5 separate regions of the Mus musculus genome follow, and all the other regions are linked to region 1. A link is a contact called in public Hi-C and promoter capture Hi-C data. All regions are on one chromosome and are shown on one strand. Each heading gives the region's core, a stretch centred on a gene start, on an enhancer-like site or on the middle of the called end of the contact. The rest is flanking DNA. Distances are from core to core; before and after follow the strand shown. Region 1 holds the start of Cd300lb (CD300 molecule like family member B). Region 2 holds the start of Dnaic2 (dynein, axonemal, intermediate chain 2). Region 3 holds the start of Cd300lf (CD300 molecule like family member F). Region 4 holds the start of Kif19a (kinesin family member 19A). Region 5 holds the start of Btbd17 (BTB (POZ) domain containing 17).

Region 1 (5,115 bases), core at 1,627-4,126:
TAAAAACTTCATTTCTGGCATGCATATCTTACTGCAAACTGGTTTTAGTTTCTCATTAGAGTCAGACCTTGTTTGCTCCTCTGTGGCCACCTGTGCTTTCTTTGCCCCTAACCCCAGTGTGCCCTCTTAAGGCTGTGGACTTAGTCCTTCCTGGACAGTCCTCATCCCGGCCACCCTCCCTAACCCCTCCAGGCCAGGCTTCTACCTGGTGCTTTATCCCCTTCTTGGAGCTGCCTCCCTCCTCCTGTTGGCCTCCTGGCCTCTTATCTGGAGCCTGAGCACTTGATTTCAGGTGCCTATCTCTTTCCCTAACTCTAGATATGTTTCTCACTCTCAAAGCACAGAGGTTCTGTGCTTATTTTCCCTCCATCTCCAGCCCCAGAGTCTTGCTCAGTTTCTAGTTCATGGTGGGCACCACTAAAGTTGTTGGTTATTCTGTAAAGAATCTATGTTTTGTGCTCGTGCACACACACACTTATTCCAGTCTTAGGATTAATACAGACAGTGGAACATGGGGAATTAGCCTTAGTATGGATGTAACAGTAAACACCTGGAAAACTCAAAGACCATTAATAGGGAATTAGACTGGGAAGTTCTAATAGAGCAATAGCATAAAAAGTAAAGAGCAATGTCTAAACAATGACAGGAAAGATGTCCAAAGCACTTTATTAGATTATTTTTAAAATTTACCTAATGAAGTGAGTATAGTGGCATATGCCTCTAATTCCAGAATTAGGAAGGCAGAAGCAGGAGGATCTTTAGGAGTTTGAAGCCAGGCTGGTCTACATAGTGAGCTCCAGGCTAGTCAGGGCTATACAGTAAGACCTTATCTCAAAAAAGGAGGGTGGGTGGCTAGAGAGATAGGTTAAGAGTACTGGCTGCTCGCTGGGCGGTGGTGGCCCACGCCTTTAATCCCAGCACTTGGGAGGCAGAGGCAGGCGGATTTCTGAGTTTGAGGCCAGCCTGGTCTACAGAGTGAGTTCCAGGACAGCCAGGGCTACACAGAGAAACCCTGTCTCAGAAAAAAACCAAAAGCAAAACAAAACAACAACAACAACCCCCAAAAAACAAACAAAACAAAACAAAACAAAATGTACTGGCTGTTCTAGTAGAGCATCCAGGTTCAATTCCCAGCTCTAACATGGTAATTTGCAACCATCCATAACTCCAGTTTCAGGGGATCCAATAACCTCTTTCTAGATTCTGTAGGTACCAAGCACACACATGGTATGTACACTTACATACACACAGGTAGAACACCCATACATATATAATAAACCAAAAGAATAAAATCCTTTTTGTGAATGGTCTCAGCTTATGGCTTCTTAAGAGTGTGAATACTCCTTTTTGCTGGGCGCTGGCTGCTTGCTGTCGAAATGGGCAAGTTCACAAAACCAGGGAAAGTGGTGCCAGTCCTGGCTAGATGTTACTCAGGACGCAAAGCTGTCATCATGAGGAACATTGATGATGGACGCACACCAGACGGTCCTTATAGACATGCCCTGGTGACTAGAATTGATCACTAAAAGTGACAGCTGCCATGGGCAAGAAGAAGATCGCCAAGAGATCCAAGATCAAGTCCTTTGTGAAAATTTACAGCTACAGCCCATACCCACGAGGGACTCTGTGGATATCCTCTTGAATGAAACTGTTGTCAACAAGGGTGCCTTCAGAGGCTCAGCTCTGAAACACAAGGCCTGGGGAGGCCAAGGTCAAATTTGAGGACCAATAAAAGACAGGGAAGAACAATTTTTTTTTCCAAAAGCTTCACTTTTAGGTGTGTTTTTGTTTCCATTGCTAAAAAACTAAAAAACAAAAACAAAAAACACCCCCCAAACCAAAAAACCCATCCCCACCAAATCCCACAAAACAACAAACAAGCAAACAAAACTCCCCAAAACTAACCAACCAACCAACCAACCAATCAAAGAGTGTGAATGTGAGCGGGTGATCCTGGAGGTACGGACAGAGTGTGTAGATGTACGGACTGTGTGTAGATGTGCAGCCTTTGAGTATACTAGTGAGCATTGCTCTACTTGTGTGCAAGCCATGGCAGAGCTCACTCTTGGCCTGCTTGGCGTCTAGGAAAGCCCGGTGTTGAGGTTTAGAGTGCAGGCAGCTAGTTGGGGGGCCTGGATCTCAGACACAAGCCCAGTGGTACAGGCACCCGCTATTGTCCCTCGTTTTACCTTTATGCAGTTGCAAACTCACATTTAGCCAGTGTCCCCTCAGTGACCTGTCCACTGAGTGCTCCCTTTGCATGGGTGTGGCAGCTGCTCTAAGCCTGTAAGTCCTTCCCCCAAGCCATGCCCTCTCCCCGGAGTGCATGTTCTGCTTGCTGCAAGGGCTGTAAAGATCTGCTTCCTTCTGAGGTATGGAAGGAGCTGGCTCAGGAGAGCTTTCTGTAGCTCCCTCCGTGGTACCAGCTCTTTCCCCTGAGCTCTTTTTTCTTGTGCTTCTTCCTGCATGTCTCACCTACAAGAGCATCTGGAATCTCCTTTAATGGTCACCTCCATTTCTCCTTTCCCTTCACGTCCCCAGGTCCTGACCCATGCCTGGCACAGTGTAGAGCCCAGCGTCCTTTTGCTGAATGAAGCTACAGAGCTACCCCACATTTCCCTGAAGGTGGCAGCTCTCCTTAAACCTGGGACAGAGCCCTCTATTGCCACTCTACACCTGCAGTCCCAAGCCCCCCAGGCCGTAGCTGAACATACCTGGAAAACTGAGAAGAAGCAAAGCTGGGGACAGCCACATGGTCCTGCCTTCCCACTTTGCTGCACTCCTTGATGAACAGCCAGCAGCAAATCCAAATCTCAGCGGGATACCCAAAGCCCTGGAGATCTCAGCTGACTCGTTCTGTTTGTCCAGGTTGCCTCTGAGTGTCTTACTCATAAGCTTCCTTTTATAGCGTGGGTGTTTCCTGCCGTCAGTTACTCAGCACAAGAGACATCAGTTAATGCCAGAGCTGGGTCACTCAGTAGAAACGAGGAGGCCAGGGAACTGTGCAGGGCAAGCAGAGGCAAAGGAGGGAAGCCTGTAGACCAGTGGTGGGGAAGTCTGGACAATCTGGTCTTGGGTTAAGGGGTAGAGCACTCTGGATATTGGATCCAGAAAGGTTCTATGCTATAATGATGGGCCCAGCAGCTGAGAGTCTCAGCTCGTGTTAGTGGGCTGTGCTCAGCACACCTGGCATTGGATATTTAATCCCCAGTAGATGATGTTCCTTGGGTAGCTTTAGGAGATATGGCCCTGCTGGAGGAAGTATGTCACTTTGAGGTTTCAAAGCCTCCTGGCATTCCCAGTAGCCTCTCTCTGCACCCTACTTGCGCTCTCACCTGTTTTGTGTCTGCTGCCTGCTGTCAGGATTCCCTACCATGATCGACTCTAATCCCTCAGAAACAGAAGCCCAAATCAATCATCTCGTCTATAAATTGTCTTGATATGGCAGTTTTGTTCGTTTTTCCAAAATATTTTTATTGATGATTTGGGAATTTCACATCATAAACCCTGATCAAGCTTAATTCCCAGTCTTCTCAGGTCTGCCCCTCACTCTTGTGACCTTTCCTGCAAAATGAAGGAAGAGGAGGGGGATAAAGAGGAGGAGGAGAAGAAAGAATAAGAAGAGGAGGCAGAAGAGAAAGGAGGAGGAGGAGGAGGAGGAGGAGGAGGAGGAGACAGACAGAGAGAAAGAAAGTAAGAAAACAACTTACACTCATTGGAACATGGTCACACTCCCAGTGGCCAGCCCCTTAAAGAAAATTGAGTCCTTCTCTGTTTGTACCCCAGCTGAGGCCATCAATTGTGAGAACTACAGTTCCACATCCTCATCACAGTTTTTAAGACTTCTTTTCAATGCCATTCTGTCTAAACTGTTACTTTTTTGAGGGGTGTGGTAGAGGTAGGATTTGTCACAGACTCTTTCTATGTCACACTTTCTCAATGAGTCTTCAGCCATTGATACCACTGAAAGAGTAGCTTTCTTGCCCTTCACAGTCAATGGAAGCAGGGATCATGGACTTCCACATGGCTTCTGGCAATGGCATGGACCACAGACATCCACACAGTCTCCAGTGGCAGTACAGACCCCAGACATCAACATGACCCTCTGCCACAGCATAGGGTATGGACACCATCATAGCCCTGCCAGCAGCACAGGCCAAGGGCATCAACGTGGCTGCAGGTGTCAGCATGGCCCTCCAACATCAACATGGCCTCAGGTAACAGCACAGACCATGGGCCACAGACATCAACACAACCCCCAGCTACAGCAGGATCATGGATCTAGACCTGGCCCTCAGCAGTGGCAGACCCATGGATTCTGTTGGGTTTCAGACCTGGGACAAGCAGCTGAGGTGCATAGTTAATATACCAGAGTGGACCTGGCCCCCAAGTTCTCCTAGCACCCCTCAGTCTCTGCCTGTTATAGGGCATGGCCAGCATACCCCACCTTCTCTGTGAGCTTTTCATCCCAGGGGCTGGGCTTCCCCTCCCCAGGAGCTCTTCCCTATACAATCCAGACATTTTGGTCTCCCTCCTCTCCCTCTCTCTGCATTTCCTCTCCCTACCTGCACATGCTCTTTCTCTCTTTCTATGGCCCCTCCCCGTCCCTCTGTCTCCCTTCTCATGGTGACTTTCTTGGGACCAGTGAACCTGCCTGAGAGCTGCACCCAACAAACCTGCCTTTATTCTTTGATTTGGCTCATTTCACCGGTGGAGAATAACATCATCTGGTGCAGAGAAGTTGAGCTCCAGCCCCACCTGGAAATGGGGGACTGAGATTCTTCCCCTCATCTTTCTCTTCATCTGATGAGATCAATTCTGGACTCCATGAGCAACCACCTCCCAGCAGCCTTGGAGCACTGGGTTCTCCTTCCAGGTCTCCAGACCCCTGGGATTCCCTGCCAAGGGCAAGCCAGAACAGAGTCTTTGGATTCAAAGATGTTTGACCTGAGGCTTCCTCATCCTGCCACACACACACACTCACACACTTTATGACCCCAGGCTTATGTTCAGAGCACTGCATAGTTGAGCCTTTGGGTTCCAGGGAAGGCTGGGAAAATGGACACCATTGTGGCTAAACCTCGACTGCCAGACACACCACCAGGCTTTATCTAA
Region 2 (5,115 bases), core at 1,571-4,070, 210 kb before region 1:
AACCACCACCAACAAAGGCATGAAAGCAGAAGGAAATGGGGAATAGATATGATCAAAGTATATTTTATGAATATATGCAAACACCATAAGAAAAGCCCTTACCCTGTACTATTGATTAGCACTAATAAAAAAAAAAAATCACTAGTTCGAAAAATCACAAGTTCGAAAAATCACAAGTTCAAAGCTAGCCTGATTACATGAGACCCTGTCTTTAAAAAAAAGAAGAAGGGATTGGGGGTGGAAAGGAAGCCAATGGTGCAATGGACTAGGGACCTGCCTGGAGTTTGTCCAGGGCGGAGGCTGATCTAAGCAAAGAATTTCTGTTGTCAGTTACGCTGTGATTGGATGGAAATCTGAGAAGCTTGGGGGGAAAACCAAACTAGGACCTTATGAATGCTCCTAATTATATGACTTCATGCTGGCCTCCCAGGGTGGCTGAGCTGAACCTGCCAAGAGCATAAGAGCTAAAAGCCAGCGAGTGAGTAAATGAGCCAGTGGAGGTCGGAGTGAAGGGAGTGAAGGGTGGGGTAGGAAGCCAGGGATAAAAATCACTGTCATAATAAAAATGACTGCAGTTTCCTTTCCAACTTCCCCCTTTTCCCTTTTTATCTGCACACACAGTGAACGCTCACACATATACCTCGCTTTATCTACCCATGTGTCATCAGAAAGTCCCCTAGCTTGCAACCCCAGCCAGCCACATTGCTCCATCCTGGAACTAATTGACCTGCTGAGTTACTCTGGTCCACACCGTGCCCCACCCCCACTCTGGGAGTCACTCCCCACTCCTCCCCCTGCATCTCAAAACCATTTCCTAGGGCCCGGTTCCAGCCCCAAATCCCACATCTCGGTGACTCATTCTTTGCCTGATTCTATCCAAATTTCCAGTGCCCACGCCTGGCCTGGGATTCACCTCATTCTCTGGAGCCTGTAGGGACAAGCACAGTGCTGGCGGGGGCTCACAATGGGCTGGATTATCATCTGTGTCTGATTGCGTGTTCTCCCCCATTATCCTGAAGAACTGCCACTGTTCAACGTGAAGATGGAGAAAGTTAAGTCTCAGAAATGGAAAGTAAGGCTGGGATGTAGTTCAGTGGTAGAGCTCCAGCCTATCCGATGCAAGGCCCTGTCAATCCCAATACTGAAAGATTATCTTAAGACACCACCATTCGATTGCTGTGAAGAGACGCCACAACCAAGGCAAATATTATACAAGAAAGCTTTTAACTGGGGGGTTTGCTTATAGTTTCAGAGGGTTAGTCCATTATCATCATGGAGGGAAACATGGTGGTACATGGACAGACATGATGCTGGAAAAGTAGCTGAGGGCTACATCCTGATCCACAGGCAGCAGGAAAGGAGAGAGAGAGAGAGAGAGAGAGAGAGAGAGAGAGAGAGAGAGAGAGAGACTGGGCCTGGTGTGAGCTTTTAAAGCCTCCAAGCCCACTCCCAGTGACATACCTTCTCCAACAAGGTTCTAATCTTTTCCAAAAAGCTTGTCCATCTGGGAACTAAGCATACAAATATATGAGCTATGAGGGTGATCTCATTCAAACCTCACAGGGGATGGCAGAGAGAGTGCCTTGCTAAAATCCCATGATAAATAAAGAACCAACCTCGGGTCCCAAATGCTCTTAAGGAACACCTCTGGGAAAGTATATACGGTTCTGTAGTTTTCTTTCTCTTTAAAAAATTATATTGTGGGCTGGAGAGATGGCTCAGAGGTTAAATACACTGACTGTGCTTCCAGAGGTCCTGAGGTCAATTCCCAGCAACCACATGGTGGCTCACAACCATCTGTAATGGAATCTTGGTACCCTCTTCTGGCATGCTGACAGAACACGGTACTAAATAAATAAATAAATCTTTTTTTAAAAATCATATTGTGTATGTGTGTGTTTGTGTGTGTCTTACATAGCACAAGTATGGAGGTCAGAGGACAACTTAGAGAATTCAGTTCTCTCCTTCACCATGTGTGTCTGGGGCTCAACCCTAGGTCATAGAAGTGGTAGCAAGCCCCTTTCTCTACTGAGCCATCTCACCAGTCCTAGATATAGGACTCTACCTCCCTTCTTTAATTCTTTTTAAATTATTGATGATGATGATGATTGTGGGTGTGCTACATGACACAGATCAGAGGACAACTTTGTGGAATCCATTTTTTCCCCCATTTTTATGTGGGTTCTAGGATGTGAACTCTGCTTGTCAGGCTTACCCAACAAAGTGCCTTGTACTCAGCCTGTCCATCAATCCCTCCCACATTTTCTCACTTCCTTGCCTCAAGCTCATGAGAAACACATCTCTCTTTGTGTCATTCATGTGTCCATCAGCTAGCTCATTCATTCATGCAATGAAACCATATTTACAACGTGCCAGCCGCATAGCTAAGCCATGCTTGCATGCATTGAGCCTGACCCTCAAGGAATTTCCATTCCAGAGATGAATTCAGAAGGGTGGTGGTGCAAGGGATACGTTAACAGAAGAGACCCGGACATTGTAGCAGTGACAAATCAGACATGATCCGAACTGACCCAGGTGCGGGGCTTCCCACGCTCTGGTCACTTTGATTGCGTTTTCGGGGGATACGGGAGTGGGGGAGGGACTTTGCTGGGTATAGACTGTAGACTTGGGTAGGCATTTTGGCAAAGCTTTGGTTAACTTTCCTCCACCTCTTCCGCAGACCTCCTCCAGAGAAGGAAGGAGAGAAGGGGGTGCTTCCGACTAGCGGGACCAGAGTCACGTGCTCCAGATCGCCTTCCGAACTGCCGGCGTCTCGGCCCGGCCAGGGTTGCTAGGCAACTGGTAAACTCCGCAGCTCCCAGCCGTTTAAGCTGCGCTGGAGCTGGGACTGGTCTTGGGCGCTTCTCCTGGGCTGTGTGGCAGGAGGTGAGCCAGGATAAGGGGCGGGCGTCCTAGAGGACGTCCAAGCCCGAAAGAAGACCTGGCAAAAAGAGGGAAAAGCTCTCGAGGGTAATAATCACCAACAGTGCAAGAAATCTCGGAGAACTGTCAGGTGCTGGAATCAGCTCATTCTGCTGCATTAATCCTCGCTGCCCTGAATATTCTTCAAGCTCCAGGACCTCCTCAGCCTCCAAGCACCTTGCCTTCTGCACTTCTCCACCAGGCCCTGACCCGGGCTGTGACCCGGAGTGGGCGGGACCTCTTTCTGGCTTTCAGGTGAATGGAACAAAATTTCAAGCCCAGGAAGGATGGGTTGTTAAGAAGAGAGCTTTCAGTTAAACGTAGGGAGGGGGATAGGGATAGGCCGGTAAACCCTGCACTCCTGTAAACTGATGCAGGAGGATTACCAAGAGTCAGAGAGCAACCTAGACTACTCAGTGCGCTCTAGGCCAGTGGACTCAGAGTGAGAGCCTGTCTCAAAGACTAAGAGAGGGGGCTGGAGGACTGTCTCAGCTGCTAAGAGTGAGTGCGCTCTTGCAAAGAACCGGGAGTTTGATTTCCAGCACCCACATCAGGTGACTCACAACCCCTGAAACTCCAACTCCAGGGGATTTGGCACTTCTGGCTTCCACCCCACCTGCACTTGTGTGCACTTACACACACACACACACACACACACACACACACACACACACACACACACACACGATTAAAAATAAAGTGAAATTAAGAAAAATAAAATGGAGGGCGTAAAATGGGAGATCACAAGAGTCTTGTGGACTGAGCACAGGTACTGTATGTAAATGCACCTTTTCTTTTGCCCCTCCATCTGGGAGTTGGCCTTTCATCTACATTTAGGGTCAGGAGACCATTTTCCTAACCTTGTCCAGAAGGTTCACAAAGACATTGGAAAGACACAGGAGCCCTTCCATCTGTATTCCTCACTCAAGCACGGCTCTACAATTCCAGGCACACAAGGGACAAAGGGTGACCCTCCTCCTGGCCCCCTTCCCATACTGACACCTCTGTTGCCTGCTATTTCCTGGCCCTTCCTCCCAGCTGTGTACCATGCTTTCCGCTCAACCACAAGGGGTTCTCTCTAGGAACGACTTTGCTCATTATCCTCGCCTGAGGCAAGTCTTGTTGTTTCTGTTGGGCTAGGGTGCAGGAAATGATCACATGTTTTGGTGTTTGGACCAGGGTATAGCGGTTCTTTGTGACCCTGGATTTGAGACTCAGTGGGGCTGGGTGTAGCTCAATGGTAGAGCACTGGCTGATATGTGTAAGGTTCTAAGAGTCCATATTTAGCTCTGTGTGTGTGTGTGTGTGTGTGTGTGTGTGTGTGTGTGTGTAAGAGGGAGGAGGAAGAGGAAGAGAAAGAGAGAGAGAGAGAGAGAGAGAGAGAGAGAGAGAGATTATGATACTGCATGCTTCTGGAAGGTTCCCACGGGGGCAATGTTCCCCTGAAACTCCCAAGCAACAATACTCCTGATGTCCCCTTGAAGACACCCTGCTCAGACCCTCTTTGGGGAAGCCTCACCCTGGAGCATTTGTCTTCCAAAAGAGGAGAAAGAGCACTCTGACACTCTTGGCTGACCTAGCCATTTATCTTTGCACCCTGTTAGCTTGTGAGAAAAGAGCCTGCTCTGGGGCTTTGAGTATGCTGTCTTCTTGTCACCAGGCTAGCCTTTAAATGTCCCCTCTGTCTGCCTCCAGACACAAGACAATGCCTCCGTTCTCCACGAGGGCTTGGCCTCGGGAAACACCAAGTAAGAAAGCAGAGCTGTTAGAATCGGAGCGGGACTGAGGAGGCTGGTGTTTTTCTTTCCGGAATTTTCTCATTCTCTTAAGTGTCCCTGTGTCCTTGGGAGCCAGCTGTACCACAGCAATTGGAGATGGAGAGAGACAGCCCCTAATTGCCTGCATCCAACTGCCAGGTCTGTGGTGGAAGACAGAGAGAACTTAATCGACTTTACATTCTTTCTTCCAAGGCCTCAATTCTGTCCATACAGAATGAAGACACGGGGGGGTGGGGGTGGGGCACCCTTATGCAGACTGCTTCTTTGCCAACCCCTCTGCTCTCTGAGCCATCTCTCCCAACCATAAGGGAGACTTTCTAAACACGTATGATTTGGGTTGGCTTGGGGGATGGCTGGAAGCATGCTTTTATTGTTTTTGGTTTTTTGTTTTGTTTTTTGTTATTTTTGAGACAGG
Region 3 (5,115 bases), core at 1,443-3,942, 200 kb after region 1:
AATTCTAAGCTGAGGAGGTCATTGGAGATGGTTGCCCCCCAGCTTTGGCTGAGCAGTAAGAAAATATGGAGTTGCAGAGCACTAAGATGAAGAGGAATGGGGACGAGAGTGAACTGGGAAGATTTGATAAGGCCATGTGTGAAGTCTCTCTCTTTTTTTTCTTTCTTCCTTCCTTTCTCCTTTCCTTCCTTCCTCTCTCTCTTCTTCCTTTCTTCTTCTTCTTCTTCTTCTTCTTCTTCTTCTTCTTCTTCTTCTTCTTCGTCTTCGTCTTCGTCTTCTTCGTCTTCTTCGTCTTCTTCTTCTTCTTCTTCTTCTTCTTCTTCTTCTTCTTCTTCTTCTTCTTCTTCTCTCTCTCTCTCTCTCTCTCTCTCTCTCTCTCCCTCCCTCTCTCTCAGTTGGGGGTCTTACTATTCCCAAATTTCTTTTCTTTTTTGTGTGTATATGTGTATGAGTATGTGCTTATGGGCATGTGAACCTAACTACAGGTTCCCATGAAGCCCAAAAAGGACATCAGAGCTGGGGTGACAGGTGGTTGTGAGACACTGGGTACTGGGGGTTGAACCTGGGCCCTCTGTGGGAAGAAAAAAGCATGCCTCCTTAACTGCTGAGCCATCTCTTCAGCCCCCACCTTTGAAATGTCAATGTCTAAATACAAAAGCTGAATACACACTTAGCTATAAGAGTCCTGAGAAACGTCTGCTCTAGGGGTATGAAACTGAAAGCCATCTGCTAAAAAATATTTCAAGCCTAGAGGAGAAGCCCAAGAGCACAGTGGAAACCACCAGAATACAAAGCAAGAAACCCCTCTTCAGCGGTCTAAGTCAGCAGGCCCTAGAGCAGCAGTTTTCAACCTTCCTAACATCACGACCCTTTAAAACAGTTCCTCATGTTATGGTGACTCTCCCCAAACAATAAAATCATTTTCATTGCTACCTCGTAATTTTGCTAGCTTGATGAATTTCAGCATAAACATTCTTGGAAATAGAGGTTTGCCGCAGGGGTCGTTGGAACCACTGCCCTAGAGAGTATCTGAGTACTCATCTATACTGCAGCAGTAGCCGCAATAACCGAGCCATGAATCAAAGTCCATGGACAGACGAATGGATAAAGGAGGTGTCGTATAAATACACAATGATGCCTGCAGGAAAAAAACACTGAACTGGAGGCCATCTTGTTAAAGAGAATACACCAGATTCAGAAAGACAGATATTGCATGTTTTCTCTCCTACGCAAACTCCAGATTTGAAAAAACAAACAAACAAACATGGAAGTAGAAGAGGGTATTTAGGGAGAAGAAGGGGACCCGTAGAAATGGGGAGAAGATGAGAGAAGACGATTGTCTAGGTGCATGCAATGCTCACAGGAGAAAAATGACACAAAGGACTCATGATTTGGTGCAATTTATTTGAAGACAGTCCCACCCTGCACCCTGACTAGCCTGGAACTTGCTATGTAGACTAGGTTGTCCCTAAATGCACAGAGAGTCACCTACCTCTGTCTTCCAAATGAAGAGAGATTAAAGGTGTGCATCATTGTGTTCAAGAGTAAATTCTCTTTCTTTGAAATCAAAACTGTATCCATTCGCTTACAGCTACATTAATTCAAGTGTCATGGCACAGGCCTATAGTCCCAGCACCAGAAAAACCCCTTCGGTGGTCTAACTCAACATGCACTAACTAGAGCAGTGATTCTCAGCCTTCCTAGTGCTTTGACCCTTTAACACAGTTCCTCATGTTGTGGTGACCCCCAGCCATAAAATTATTTTTGTTGCTACTTTGTAATTGTAATTTTGCTACTGTTATGAATCGTGTTGTGATTTTTTTTTTTTTTTTTGGTTTTTTGAGACAGGGTTTCTCTGTATAGCCCTGGCTGTCCTGGAACTCACTTTGTAGACCAGGCTGGCCTCGAACTCAGAAATCTGCCTGCCTCTGCCTCCCGAGTGCTGGGATTAAAGGCATGCGCCACCACTGCCTGGCTGTGAATATTTTTGGAGGTAGACGCAGAGGTAGAAGGATCACTAGTTAGAGGGCCAGCCTTGGCTACATATGGAGCACCTCCCCCATCTCAAAACACAAGAAAGTGCTGTCAGCCCTCTATCTGTGGCCTTGTCTCCTGCCCCCTCTTCACCTTTCAGTCCTCAGCCATTTCTGACAGCACCTTCTCTCCCAGTTGCCACAAATCACCTTTTCATCAGTTGTGAATAGCAGACTTTTTTTTTATCCCTTCAGCAACCTGTTCCCACAATCATTTCTTCCCCCCAAAGCCTTCCCTCCCTTGCTGTAACACAATCACACATTGACAATCCAGCCTCATCAGACATTCTCCTGAGCAACCAGGGCTCTCCTGTCTTTCAAAGACCAGCGGGGCCCATCAGTGTGTCTGTCTTAAATACGACCAGTCCCTCAGTAGTCTAGAATTGTGCCTAGGTCGGGGCTTAAGAACTCAATATTTCTGCCACAAAAGCGCCACAACAATGGGGTGGTGGACAGATGACCCCTTGCTGGGTGGCCACTTCCTCTGGTTGCCTGAGCTCGCTCACCTGTGATCCAGAAGAGAAAGGGGACCAGCAATGACAAATGCATCTTCTCACACCGGGTCACCTTGGTGGAGCCTGCCAGCGAGAACAGGCTACATGCTCCACTCCTGCGTCTCCTGGTCCTGTGGTTTCCCTCACTCTCACTCGGCACTTCCTCCTTTAGCCACTTCCCGCTGGCATATAAAGCACCAAAAGAGGAAGGAGGTAGGGTGAGAGAAGTGTAACGCAAGAAGTCAGACTTGTGAAAAGGACTTTGAGAAACATCATGTCCTCAGCTCCAGACTGACTTCTGGAAAGAGAACAGGGGCTCCTGCTTTGAATGTGCAGGCTCGGTGCTTCTGGATTCCATCAGCTAGAGCAAGAGTTGCTGGAGCCCAGAAGGCCAGCGCTTCAATAGGTTGAAGGGTGCCAGAAGAGAGTCTCTAGAACAGAGACTGGAATGGAGGGAGCCGAGGGAGCTGAAGGGGTGTCAAAAGCCAGCCTCATCATGGGTGCCAAGCACAGCTGTAATCCAAGAATTTAAGAGGTAGAAACAGGGGAATTAAAAGTTTGACTTGAAACTGAGCTATGTGGTAAGGTCAAGGCTAGCCTGGGCTACATAGCCACACCTGTCTAAGAGGAGGGGAGGAAGTATTGCTCAGTGGCAGAGCTCTTGCCTAACATATGCAAGGTCTTGAGTCTGAGCCTCAGCACTCCCACTCATTACAAACTTACCAGGAGAGGGGCTCAGATATAATCAGGATAAATGAACAGGAATTAACATTACCCAGAAGGCTCTGCTTTGATGGCACTCTTTTTTTGTTGTTGTTTTGTTTGTTTGTTTGTTTGTTTGTTTTTTCAAGACAGGGCTTCTCTGTGTAGCCCTGGCTGTCCTGGAGCTCACACTGTAGACCAGGCTGTCCTCGAACTCAGAAATCCACCTGCCTCTGCCTCCCAAGTGCTGGGATTAAAGGCATGCTCCACCACTGCCTCTTATTGATCTGCCCCAGACTAATAGGTAATAGATATAGACTTAACCTGTATTCCCCAGAAATTTAGTGAATATCCCAGGACTACCTCCCCACTGCCCTCTGCAGAAAACCAGCTTGCTATTCATGACTTCTACCCCCGTTCCCACACCCTCCCTGCAGTAACCATTTGTCCAAATAAGAAAAGAAGGAAGGCCAGCCTTTATGGTCACTCCTCATCCTGACACTGTGGCTTCCATCTCACTCACACCCATTTTCAGGAAGTCCTTAAAATAGGGTCACTTTGGGTAGGAGCTATAGACACCCTGTGACACCTTTAATTGGTGGCGTCCTCAAGTCCTGGCTAGACTAACCATATGCAAGGAGGCACGTTGGAGGGCTATGTCCACAAGAAAACACCAGCTGCTGATAAGCCACAGCTTTTCCAGGATGTGGCCAGGGATGGCCACCTTCTTTACATACTTCTAGACCATAAAGGAAGGCCAACAAGGGTTTTCACTCACCACTGTTAATCAAACAGGTTTCTTCCCAGGGTTCCTCTTCCTCCTCCTCCGCACATGTAGAGTGCCTTTCAGAGAAGTGGTCAACAGGCTGAGGGAACCCTGAAAACCAAGGGGCCATGTTCATGGAAGGTCTAGGACCGACTTTTCCTTTCTTGAGCAGAGGTAGGAAAAAGAAAAAAGAAAAAGATAAAGAAAAAGAAAAAAAAAGAAAAGAGCACAGCTGTCTGACAGGAGCCTATGGCCAGCTCCTCTGATCCTGGTCCTCTCAAACTGGCCCATCCAAGATGGAGGGCCACCCTATGAATCAGGAACTTATTCCATCAGACTTATTCAAGCCACTGTGAGTTATAGCGAGATCGCCCCTTAAACAGGGGCTGTACTGGCTAGTTTTGTGTCAACTTGACACAGCTGGAGTTATCACAGAGAAAGGAGCTTCAGTTGAGGAAATGCCTCCATAAGATCCAGCTGTAAGGCATTTTCTCACTTAGTGATCAAGGGGGAAAGGCCCCTTGTGGGTGGGACCATCTCTGGGCTGGTAGTCTTGGTTCAATAAGAGAGCAGGCTGAGCAAGCCAGGTGAGGCAAGCCAGTAAGGAACATCCCTCCATGGCCTCTGCATCAGCTCCTGCTTTCTGGCCTGCTTGAGTTCCAGGCCTGACTTCCTTGGTGATGAACAGCAGTATGGAAGTGTAAGCTGAATAAACCCTTTCCTCCCCAACTTGCTTCTTGGTCATGATGTTTGTGCAGGAATAGATACCCTGACTAAGAAAAATTGGTACCAGCAGAGTGGGGTATTCCTGTGACAACCTGACCATGTTTTGGGGAGGACTGTGGAAGGACTTTGGAACTTTGGGCTTGAAGATCCATTCGTTGTTAAGAGCTCTGTCAGATGTTGTGAAGGAGCTTGGAAGATAATGTTGAGAACAGTGCAGAAGATGGAGGTCTGGTTTGTGAAATTTCAGAGGGAAAATTAAAGACTCTTTTCAGGGCCATTGCTGTTTTGATTGTGAAGATTCTGTGGATCTGGTTAGCTGGGGCTGAAGAATCAGCTGTGATTAACAAGATACCAGAACTACTAAAGCAAAAACTTTGCATTACTGGGACTATTG
Region 4 (5,115 bases), core at 989-3,488, 170 kb before region 1:
GACAGCCAGGGCTATACAGAAAAACCCTGTCTCAAAAAACCAAACCAAAAAAAAAAAAAAAAAGTAAATTCAAGGGTCTAAAATGCCACCAGAGTGGAAAGTACTGGCATATATTTATAATTATATCAGTTGGGGAGTTGAGACAGGAAGGCTGTGAGTTTGAGGCTAGCCTGGGTTAACAGTCTCAATCCCCATCTCAAAATAAAATAAAAAGGCAGAAAACCCTCTGGGCTCATGGCCCCATTCTCTTTGCAGAATGACCCATTCGCAAACTGGCCAGCCTCAGAGAGTCAGGCAGTACCTGGGACCCCCTGCAGGAGACTTTGGTTTGTAGACTTGGCTTGGTTTATATATTTATCAAACCCAGGGTTGCCAGCTGCTTCCTGCCGCTGTTTATTAATAACTATGCCCAACACCCGCTCCTGGGGGAAGCCGGGGAAACCAGTCCCAAGGCACAGGCTGACATTGGGCTCTATCTCTGGGGACCTGCCAGGTGTCTGAGACAGCCTTAAGGGATGTGGGTACTTGCTTTTCCAGCGTCTTTCCTGGATTCTAACCCCATGGAGTCTCCTTCTCTGGTCTGTGCAAGAGCTCTGGGCTCTCAGCTTCAGTGGGACAGACAATGCAAAGGACAGATCACTACATTCAGGAAGAGTTCCAACACCATCCAGGTGACAGGCAGACAGGACAGGAAAACCAGGCTCTCAGTGGCTAGGCAGGTTTAAGGCAGAGCTAGGACTAGAATCCTGTTTTGCCCAGGCCTCCTGAGACGAGGAAAATTTCCACTGGGCTCCCTGAGTGTGTAATTGTTGTTACTGTTACCAAGAATGGAAATTGCAACTGTGTATCCATTGTTCCACCTGGCCACCTGGCCTCCTGTCCGGCTTTTTTACATCGCAAAGTGATCTCACCTGCGAAATTCACAATGGAGAACTGTGTAACCCACTTTTGGTTTTGTTTGTTTGTTTGTTTGTTTGTTTGTTTAATTTTCAAGAAACTCCCCCAACCCAGAAAAAACAAACAAACAAAAAAGCCAGGGGACGGTAGCACAGGCCTTTAATCCCAGCACTTGGGAGACAGAGTCAGGGGGATCTTGTGAGTTGGAAGCCAGGATGGTCTTTCAGAACAGCCAGGGCTACACAGAGAAAAAACTGTCTTAAAAAAAAATTCAAGAAACTTGTCATAAAAGAGTTATTTTTAATGATGTGTGTGTGTGTGTGTGAGAGAGAGAGAGAGAGAGAGAGAGAGAGTACCTCATGAACTGTCTCTCCAGCATTGCCGCCCCCATTCATACTTTAAAAAATTTACATTTATATATTATGCACATGTACTAGGGAGTCCATGTGGTGATCAGAGGACAACATTTGGGTGTCAGGTCTGGCCTTTTACACATGTGGGTCTCAGGAACTGAACTCAGGTAGTGAGCTTGCAAGCTCCCTGACAGGGCAAGCCATCTGGCGGACCCTCGGATTATTTTAAGTAAGCTTATGATTTTGTGTCGAGCCACATCCATAGCTAACCTAGGCCAAATGCAACCTGAGGGGACAGGTGGACTCTCCTGGGTGGTGCTACTCTGGCAGGCAGGCCAAATCCATTCATTCTGACTTCAGGCTTGGTTTGCTAGTGTGTCTATACACTTTACTTAGCCAGGTGCCAAAAGGGTGCAGGCCAGCTTTTCACCCACCTTCTCACTCCCTCATCCTCTCTTCCTCTGGACAATGGGTGCAGCTACCCACACCCTAGGCACTGGCCTCCACCGCTGCGAAGCCAGCATTACTCCTGGAAACTTGAGGCTGCTAGGCGCGCCCTGGAGACGCCCAGTAACAGTCAAGCGAGCAGCAGAAGATCGTAGCCACAGGCAAGGTTGCTTCTGCCCAGCTAGTCGCGTGCCAGGCCGGTGTCGGGAGCGCAGAAGACACAGCCAGGAGCCTCGAGCCTGGGCACGGGTGTGTGCGGAGGGGCCACCAAACGGACGCCGCTAGGCCGGGAGGAGGTCGAGACGCTCAGACCGGTGACCACTCGTACTGACAGAAAACCTCGGGACAAGCAGCAATAGCTGCAACAGAAGCGCAAGGGGGCCGGGGGTGTCCTGCGTGGAGGCGTCCTGCTCACCAAAGTTCAGGGGGCAGAGCGCAGAAGGCGGAGCGAGCATAGGGGGCGGGGCAGCACAGGGGGCGGGGCGGAGCCGGCCAGGCCCTCCTGGCCCCGCCTCCTGGTCAGCGCTCGGGCGGCAGGCGCGTTGTTGGTTTCGGGTTGTCAGGCAGCAGCGGAGGCGGAAGAGCGATCCGAGGAGGTGACCATAGTGGAGGTGCGTCTCAGCCATGCCAGCTGTCGCGGCCTGAGGCTCTTTACCTACCGCAATCATGAAGGACAGCGGTGACTCAAAGGACCAGCAACTCATGGTGAGACCCCTTATCAAGCTCCTGCTTGGTTCCCCTCCACCAAACCTGAGACTTGACAGCCTCAAACATAGTGACCACTGAGAGCAAGAGATGGGAGTCTGGGACTGTGCAGAACAACTACCCAAGTTCTCAGTGGCCAGAAGGGATGGTGGCACTTCCTGGGGTTAGGAAGTTAGCACCCCACTTCCCCTGCCCAAGTTCAGCCTTCTTTGGGCCAAGACTCAGAGGTCAAGACCCAAGAGAGGTCTCAACTATTGCCTGAGAAGGAAGCTGGGATTCTCTAGCGAATCAGAGGGCTTAAACCCAGCCAGGTCTTGCTTTAAAGGAAGATGGAGCCACAGATAGAAAGACAAAAGCCCCCGAAATAGGGGGAGCCAGCACCAAGTCTGAGGAGCAGTTAGTTATGGGCTGTGCCTCAGGCTCTGTCCAAATCAGGACTCCAGATACTTCAGAGAAATGCTAGAAGCCACCTGGATAGTCCCAGGGTCTACTGGCCTGGGAAGAATAGCCACATGGGAAGGAGTAAGGGTAGGTAGAGACCAAAGAGAGATTCTTGACTATCCGTGGTGGAAGCTGGAGCCACAAAGAGAAGCCTTGGTGCTACTCAGGTTGTAGGATAGGTGGAGATCTCTCCTCTCTCTTTCACAGCCTTCTTCCCAGTCCCTAGCCTTAACCTATGATCTGTGGAAATGGTCCTTCTGCCCCAGCAGGCAGAGCATCACTACCGAAATGCCCGAGAACCTGTTTCTGCACAGGGAAGCTTGGATTCAGCCCTAGGAGCCAGTTCCAGACTCGGTGGCACCCTCTCTGACAGTGAGAATGGCCTCTTTGAAAGAGTTTGCTCCAAGAATATTCATTGTCATTAGGGCAGGGACAAAGACCCTCCTTTCACCAAGGAGGCGTATCCAGGGAGGAGGCTGATAAAGGCAATAGGACAGTCTGTGTGGATGAAAGGAACTGAGGGTCCTTGAGGTCCACTCAGTATCCAGGCACCTCCTTTTGCTCAGCAGAAGAAATTCTCCCCAATCCCTGACTCTGGTTTTATTTTGGAGGGAGACATATCTATCTCTAAGTGGCCAGGAAATAGAGAACAGAGAAGCCCTTGGTAACACTTCCTGGGAGTGTTAGGATGCAGCCACAAGTTGCTGGAAGGACAAAGGGGAAGATTCTCATCCTATCCTCATTTCTACACCATTCTGTCCACAACCCCCCCCCCCCTTCCCAACAGTACCTCACTCTCAGATACAGACACGTGGCTCTGGTCCCCAAGGCTCCGGATTTCAGCCCAAGGGAGTGGCAAGTGTTTAATTTGGGCATGTGACTGAAGCAGCCTGTGTAGACAGTTCATCCCCTGGGGGCTCCCCCTGAGGTATACAGACTTTTGAAAAGAGACACTCAGACTCATCCAGACACCCTGTGGACCAGCTGCCCTCTGGCTCAGGCAATGCCCTAGACCCACAATGTTCTTCAGGACCAAGGAGATGCAGATGGTTGGATGCTGGAGAACACAACCCTGTTGGGAAAGGAATTCAAAGACCTTGTCATCCCTCCCTCCATGGCTACGTATGGTCCTCTTAACCCAGGGTTCTGGTCTTCCTCCCAGGTGGCACTTAGGGTCCGGCCCATCAGCGTGGCTGAGCTGGAGGAGGGAGCTACCCTCATCGCTCACAAGATGGACGAGCAGGTACTTGGGGCTGCAACCAGGAGCTGCAGGGTGGAGGCTGGCTCACCTTGCTCTGCATACACACCTGGGCGGGCTCTCCACAGCATCACCAAGAAAGAGGCTTTCTTCTCTCAGGAAGACTTCCTAGAGCAGACCAGGAAAAGCTATGAGCTTTTGGAGCCTGGGTGAGCCCAGACCATAAGATACATTTTGATCCACATGCTGTCAACATCCCCATATGACAGCCAGCTATCCACAGAGCACATATTTAGCTGGTCTAGCAGAAACCCACCACTAGAGCAGGCAAGTTTGGCAGAGCTCTTCACTGTCTACTCTCTTGGTCTTCACATCAGCATGGTGAGAGAGGGCATCTGAGATAATAATTATTCATAACGAACCTAGAACATGCTGGAAGCTGTGCTAAAAATTAGAAAAAACACTCCAACATGAAAAGCCCCATGCTCCCTCTGTTGCTGGAGTTTACTGTGGGGAGAGAAGAAGGCATTGATCAAAGAATTAAAACAGATATAAGAATGTGCAGCTCCGGGCTGGTGAGATGGCTCAGTGGGTAAGAGCACCCGACTGCTCTTCCGAAGGTCTGAAGTTCAAATCCCAGCAACCACATGGTGGCTCACAACCATCTGTAACGAGATCTGACGCCCTCTTCTGGTGTGTCTGAAGACAGCTACAGTGTACTTACATGTAATAAATAAATAAATCTTTAAAAAAAAAAAAAAGAATGTGCAGCCTAGAAGGACTAGAAAAACAGAGTCTGTTGTTCAGAGAGTAAATAAGGGTCTTGAGCCTAGGCTCCCTTAAGAGATGGTGACAGAGATATCTCAGTGGCTAAAACATTTGCCTCATGGGCATGAGGCCTGGGGTGTGATCTCTGGAACCCCCATAATGCTATAAAATGTTTGTGAGTGTATTGGCCTACCTGTAACTCCAGCCTTGGAAGGCAGAGACTGGGAACTCCCAGACTGAGCTAGCTGACAAGAGTAGTCATATCTATGAGCTCTGAGTTTGATTGAGAGACCCTGCCTCAACTCG
Region 5 (5,115 bases), core at 1,462-3,961, 140 kb before region 1:
GGCTACTTCCTGTTCCCTGTCGGCTTCTCTTTGCTTAGGCTTTTCAGCTGTCTGGATTCCCTCTCCCTCTCAGCCATTTTACTGTCCCTGGCTCTCTTACAGTGCTGCCCACCCCCTTGCCTCATTCTTCCTGACAGTCCCACTGGCACACAGCACCCCGCTTGGCTCTATGTGAAACCCTTCTGTTTTATCCCTCTTCCTGTTGCCTGGAACTTGGGGGTGTTGTCTGGAATCCTGCAGCCACCTTGTCTGAGCCCTTAGAGCGGGGTTACCTCCTTAGAGCATTTTACAGTCTTTCCCTATGCAAGAAGGAGAGAGGTGACCGAGCCTGTTGACCTTTCTGCTCCTTAGCCCTGTGGTTTCAAAGTCTTGTGGCCATTGAAGACACTTGGGACCAACTAAGAATCTGTTGATTCTATCAGTGCTCTTGGCTGGGTTTGGAAGTAGCTCAGAAGGGACTCCCAAAGGCCAGAAAGGGACACAGGCCACAACAGGGAGGGCATCGGAAGGAGGGATAAAGGAAGCCTGTGTTGTATGTCATGCTAGGACTTTTGAAAGTCGATATAATAACCAGTAAGGCCAGACTTCTGCGCCCCTGAAGGTGGAGAGACAGGGAGCCACGGACAGGATGCAGGACAGGATGCAGGACGGTGCCCTTCCCCTATGTACCTGATGAACTTGTCAAAGACAGCAGCACAGTCCCGGGACTCCCGCAGCATAACCTCACTCTGGTTGCTCAGCAGCTCCCGGAACAGCTCACTGTGCAGCCCCAGCAACAGGCGATGGGTGTGGAAGGCTCGGACCTCGTCGGTGCCCACAGCCTGGACCCGCAGGATGACATCACTGGCATTGCCCTGGCGCAGCAGGTCCTGCAGTCGCTGGAGCAGCATGTGGGAGTGGTTGATGGCGGTGCCTGCTGCCTCCCCACCCACATCGGCTCTCTGAGCTGCAGCAGGAAGGGACATGGCAGAGCCTGAGAGGGCACCCGGCCTGGTGCTTCCAGCTAAGACTGCAGAGGGACCTACTGGTGGCACGGTGGCACTGTGTGGGAGAAGGGTGGGGAGCCTACATGAGTGTCCACAAGCTAGCTCATGCTGAGTGAGCATGTTGGCCCCAGGCAGACTTGGGGTACGTTCTTAGCAGAATATGTTCGGGTCAGGCAGAAGTCGTGGACTAGTTAATGTTTCTGTGAACCTATTGATGTCCATGGCACTTGGTCCCCAGGGGGAGGGTGACAAAACCGGTCAGAGGTGGCACAGCCTTGGGTACTGAGAACTTACGTGGCTGCCATGTGGCATTGAATGAACCTAACCCAGTTCTCATACTCAGGAAAGCTCAAGGGGGCAGAACAGACACATAGTAAATACACACAGGAAAGGGTGGGGAGTTCAAGGCCAGCCTGGACTCCATAGCCAGTACTAGATCAAGTGTTAAGCACACACACACACACACACACACACACACACACACACACACACACACACAAATCAATTTTAAAAATAAATAAATGCACAAGTGAGCAGCCTGGAACCAGCCAGAGACAAAGGAATACAGCCAGCCCTAAAGACCTGGGCGGGAATGACCAGGTGGAGCTCAGGGCCAGGGACAGCAGGCATAGCGTTTCTTTCTGTCTTTGTTTGTTTGTTTGTTCTCTTTTTAGTTTTTTGAGATGGGGTCTCTTATAGTTCAGGCTAGCCTTGAATTCATGATTAGCTGAGGTTGGGCTTGAACTCTTGATCCTTCTCCCTCCTCCATCCTTTGTGCTGGGATTACAGGATTGCATCACCACTCCACAATGAGGAGCACTGCCCCGGCCCTACTCGGTGAGACAGTAAGGGACCCAATGAAGTAACTTGGGTGAACAGTGAAGGAATAGGATTCCAGGGGTAACAGTGTTGAAGCTAGCATCTCCCTTCCAGGGAGGCCTGTTTCTTGTGTTCTCAGGGCAGCTCTGGGGTCAGATAGGGACACATGCTGAGTTATAGAAAAGACACCCCCCTAGACTGAGCAGTGCAGTGAGCCTTGCAAACTGGGAAAAGCAGGCGGTTAATAGTCTGACAATTGCAGAAGGGCACCAGCAGGCAGCTCTTGTGTACACACACACACACACACACACACAGAGTGGGCACAGGGCCTATGTGTGGATCGTTGAAAGGAAGGCTCACAAGAGTGAGCATCTGTGTGTGGGAGAGGGAGACCCAGCAGGGGAGAGAGGGAGCAGCTGCTGGTGGTGAATTTCCCAGCCCCGCCTCCTAGCCCCGCCTCCCCAGCTGTCACTCCGAAAGACCTAAATGCTGATGGCGTTCTCTTGCAGCCTCTGCCTGGACCCAGCTGTCGGAGACAATGAACAATAGAGGGTCTTTTTGTCATTAAGACTCCTGCCTGCTGCCCAGCCTCTTTCCCTGGAAGGCTATGTGCCCCTTTCTCTCTGTCTTTGGAGAGGTCCAGTCTCTCCGTGTTCTCTGGGGCTGGCTGGCTGGCTCCACCTCCTGGCCAGCTCTATGTAGCTCCTAGCAGAAGTTCCTGCCCCCAACCCTTACCTTTTTCCTTACCAGGCACCTGATCCCCGTACTTTCCACTCACCTGCACGAGTGACCAGTCCCACCAAGGCCAGAATAGCCCAGAAGCTGCCCCAGGACCCAGGCTTGCAGGAACCTTTTCTAAGCATCTTTGTGCTCTGTCCCTAAGTCCACTGGAGGGACAGTCAAGTCCAGAGCACTCCGATCCCATCCCTCCTCCTTATATAGGATCCAGCAAGGGGACAGTACCCGCTTCCCTCCTAACCTCCCTCCCCCTACCAGTCTCTGCCATGGATTGGTTGAAGCTGGTCCCTGCTGTTGCCTAGGCAACTACTTAAGCCAGAGTGTGGCAGCCCCAGGGGCTATTGTGTTGGCCTGGGCCCCCAAGGGGAACAGATCCGGACACCCTCCTCCCCCACCTCTTCAGACAACCCAGCAAAGCTAGCTGTTCCTCTCCCGGGAAGTTTTAAGCTCTCTGAAGGGCAAGCAAAGGGCTTCAGGACCCCTGGCAGTCACCAACCCTTAGGGCCCCAGCCCCCAGGCCCAGCCTCCATCCTGGCACAGAGCATACTTGGCAGTGTCCTGGTGAGCTGGCTACAAAGGGAGAGCCTGGAAGAGGCAGGGAAGAGCTGGCTCAGGGCTCTATTCCTCCCCCACCCCCATTTTAGGGTGGGCCAGTCATCCAGAGGGGAGGATAAGGACCTTTAATAGGGGTATGGGGTAATGAGAATTATTCTCATGCCGTTTGTTTCAGAAAGTTCCCGTCATGCTCTGGGGAGGGTGACAGGCCTTTAGAAAAGCTACAGAGGGACCGACTATCTCACACCAGGGACACTGTACTATGGCCCTTGCTCTAGGAACACAGCCTGTTTCTCTACCAAGACAGCCCAAGTCTTTAGTTCAAGCCTATGCATGGCCCATCATTTCAAGGTTCCCCTCCCTGGAAGGTGCCTTCCACCAGCTTCTACCTAAATTCCAGCCTTTCCCTTCCCAAAGTTCCAAGAAGGCGTGTAACAAACCTAGCACCATAGTCCATGTGTAGGGAAATTGAGGCAGGGAGCTAGATTGCAGTCTCAGCTAGATAGTACAGAGAACTGTCCTAAAACAAAGGCAATGGAGAAGGGGAGGGTGGGCTGTGGAGTCCTGTATATGTGTGTTCATGTCTGTGTGGGTGATGCATATGTCTGTGTGTACATGTGTTTATATGCATGTGTCTTTGCATTTGTGTGTATGTGTGCATGTGTGTATACACGTGTGTACGTGTGTATGTGTACACACGTAGGGGGCATTGTGGTGCATATGTGTGTGTGTGTGTGTGTGTGTGTATGCATGTGTGTGTTGAGACCTCACCTTTACATAGAATCAACAGGAATTTTTTCCCACTTCCTTACGAGAGGGACCCCCTTAAGGCTGAAACATGGAAGTCAGAGGATCCTGGGAAATCTGGGTTTCTCAGAGGCCAGACCCTGCTCTGGAGATGGGCTGGAACTTCTTGCCCTGGCTCTTTGGATCCCAGGAGCTAGCTTCATGCATTGAGTTCCATCTCTTTCCGGTGCAAAGACCCAACAGCGTCACCTCCTCCTGGAGCCACAGAGAAAGCAAAAACTGGGTCTGGCACCAATGTTGTCTGGGTTGGCAGAATCAGCTGTCCGGCTTAGCAGAAACGCCTCCCAGCTGACTGAACTCTCACGCCTGCTCTTCCTTGTTCAGAGGCACCATGGTCCCTCCAGTGGCTGTCCGTCTACCCGTCCCTTAAACTGTACAACACCTAGGTTCAATTGAGGCAGACAGAGCCTATGTGGGACAGGGCTGTCCAGCCAATGAGGCAGTGTCACTCCCAGGCACAATGCCCATCAACAGGAATGATTGTTGCTCAGTAAGCGTGCGTCAGCCCCGTTCTTGGAGACCCCCATTAGACTCTCTTGATGCCTGGTCTACCTGCACTGGCATCTCCCATGTTCCTCTAAGGACCTAGAATTCCCAAGGGCAGGACTGAACATTCTGTTTCCTAAGCAAACCAACAGATTGTTATAGATACTCAGAATTATGATCTATGATTGACATTTCAAGTGTGATGGACCAGGAGGTCCCAGGCTACCAAGAAGACCTCCCACTCCCCATCTCTGACAGACTCTTCCCATGATTCCAACTTCCCTCATCCCTGCCTCTCTTCTAATGATTTAAAAACTGACTTGCTGAATAAAGTTCCCATTGCTACAGTGTGTGCAAGCGTGTGCTATATGTGTGCATGTGTGTGCTATATATTTATACATATCTGTGGTAGGGGGTGTCTTGAGACCGGATATGTACAGAAGAGTGCTCTCAGCCTGCACAGTCTTCAAGGTGACACAAGGACAATACCACATTTTATTCCCTGCCATCCATCCCACCACCCCATGGTCTAGAAGCTCTATCACTCCTTGAGCACAAGTCTAAAGATCTTGCAAGCAAGAACAGTCCCCAGAGAGGAGCCAGCGGACTGTGACTTCCTGCCCAGGGTGTGTATGCACTGTCTAAGGAACTTGTTTATGCTCAGCAAGGACAGGCACAGCATGGGCATAAATGTCCATATACTCAGGGTAGCTCTTCTTGGAAG

The links. Promoter capture Hi-C pulls out the DNA fragments that hold promoters and counts their contacts. Hi-C and Micro-C count contacts between places; a contact is called where the count stands out from the background. Capture Hi-C pulls out chosen DNA fragments and counts their contacts.
Region 2: a promoter capture Hi-C map of trophoblast stem cells shows a contact between it and region 1, with 4 times the contacts expected there. The contact joins the promoter of Dnaic2 here to the promoter of Cd300lb in region 1. A contact is called at or near these places in 24 of 39 promoter capture datasets (the 3T3-L1 cell line, 3T3-L1-derived adipocytes, the C10 cell line and 15 more), 1 of 15 datasets of contacts at CTCF or cohesin (large pre-B cells), 4 of 115 datasets of contacts at active chromatin or transcription factors (embryonic stem cells, pancreatic cancer cells and stem cell-derived neural progenitor cells) and 3 of 9 other capture datasets (adipose tissue, liver and pancreatic islet).
Region 3: a Hi-C map of embryonic stem cells shows a contact between it and region 1, with 1.8 times the contacts expected there. The contact joins the promoter of Cd300lf here to the promoter of Cd300lb in region 1. A contact is called at or near these places in 3 of 39 promoter capture datasets (the C10 cell line, embryonic stem cells and neutrophils), 5 of 484 Hi-C or Micro-C datasets (cerebellum, embryonic stem cells, gonadal supporting cells and 2 more) and 1 of 9 other capture datasets (adipose tissue).
Region 4: a promoter capture Hi-C map of liver shows a contact between it and region 1. The contact joins the promoter of Kif19a here to the promoter of Cd300lb in region 1. A contact is called at or near these places in 7 of 39 promoter capture datasets (3T3-L1-derived adipocytes, the C10 cell line, the HPC-7 cell line and 4 more), 3 of 484 Hi-C or Micro-C datasets (embryonic ectoderm, nephron progenitors and tail fibroblasts) and 3 of 9 other capture datasets (adipose tissue, liver and pancreatic islet).
Region 5: a contact with region 1 is called in a promoter capture Hi-C map of liver. The contact joins the promoter of Btbd17 here to the promoter of Cd300lb in region 1. A contact is called at or near these places in 4 of 39 promoter capture datasets (cranial neural crest, embryonic stem cells and liver), 1 of 15 datasets of contacts at CTCF or cohesin (large pre-B cells), 6 of 484 Hi-C or Micro-C datasets (CD8 T cells, LSK cells, cortical neurons and 3 more), 12 of 115 datasets of contacts at active chromatin or transcription factors (differentiating embryonic stem cells, double positive thymocytes, embryonic forebrain and 7 more) and 4 of 9 other capture datasets (adipose tissue, embryonic stem cells, liver and 1 more).

The regions. Positions count from the first base shown.
Region 1 is chr11:114,931,495-114,936,609 of GRCm38.p6, forward strand. Cd300lb (CD300 molecule like family member B) reads right to left here and starts at 2,877. Exons shown (of 4, transcript NM_199221.3): 1 at 2,715-2,877. The coding sequence starts at 2,754. It also overlaps the pseudogene Gm11699.
Region 2 is chr11:114,724,599-114,729,713 of GRCm38.p6, forward strand. It overlaps Dnaic2 (dynein, axonemal, intermediate chain 2), which reads left to right and starts at 2,821. Exons shown (of 13, transcript NM_001034878.3): 1 at 2,821-3,177.
Region 3 is chr11:115,131,300-115,136,414 of GRCm38.p6, forward strand. It overlaps Cd300lf (CD300 molecule like family member F), which reads right to left and starts at 2,693. Exons shown (of 7, transcript NM_001169153.1): 1 at 2,540-2,693. The coding sequence starts at 2,582. It also overlaps a transcript of Rab37 not described here.
Region 4 is chr11:114,763,151-114,768,265 of GRCm38.p6, forward strand. Kif19a (kinesin family member 19A) reads left to right here and starts at 2,239. Exons shown (of 20, transcript NM_001102615.1): 1 at 2,239-2,402; 2 at 4,006-4,086. The coding sequence starts at 2,364.
Region 5 is chr11:114,793,181-114,798,295 of GRCm38.p6, forward strand. It overlaps Btbd17 (BTB (POZ) domain containing 17), which reads right to left and starts at 2,712. Exons shown (of 3, transcript NM_028055.4): 1 at 2,584-2,712; 2 at 670-946. The coding sequence starts at 2,668.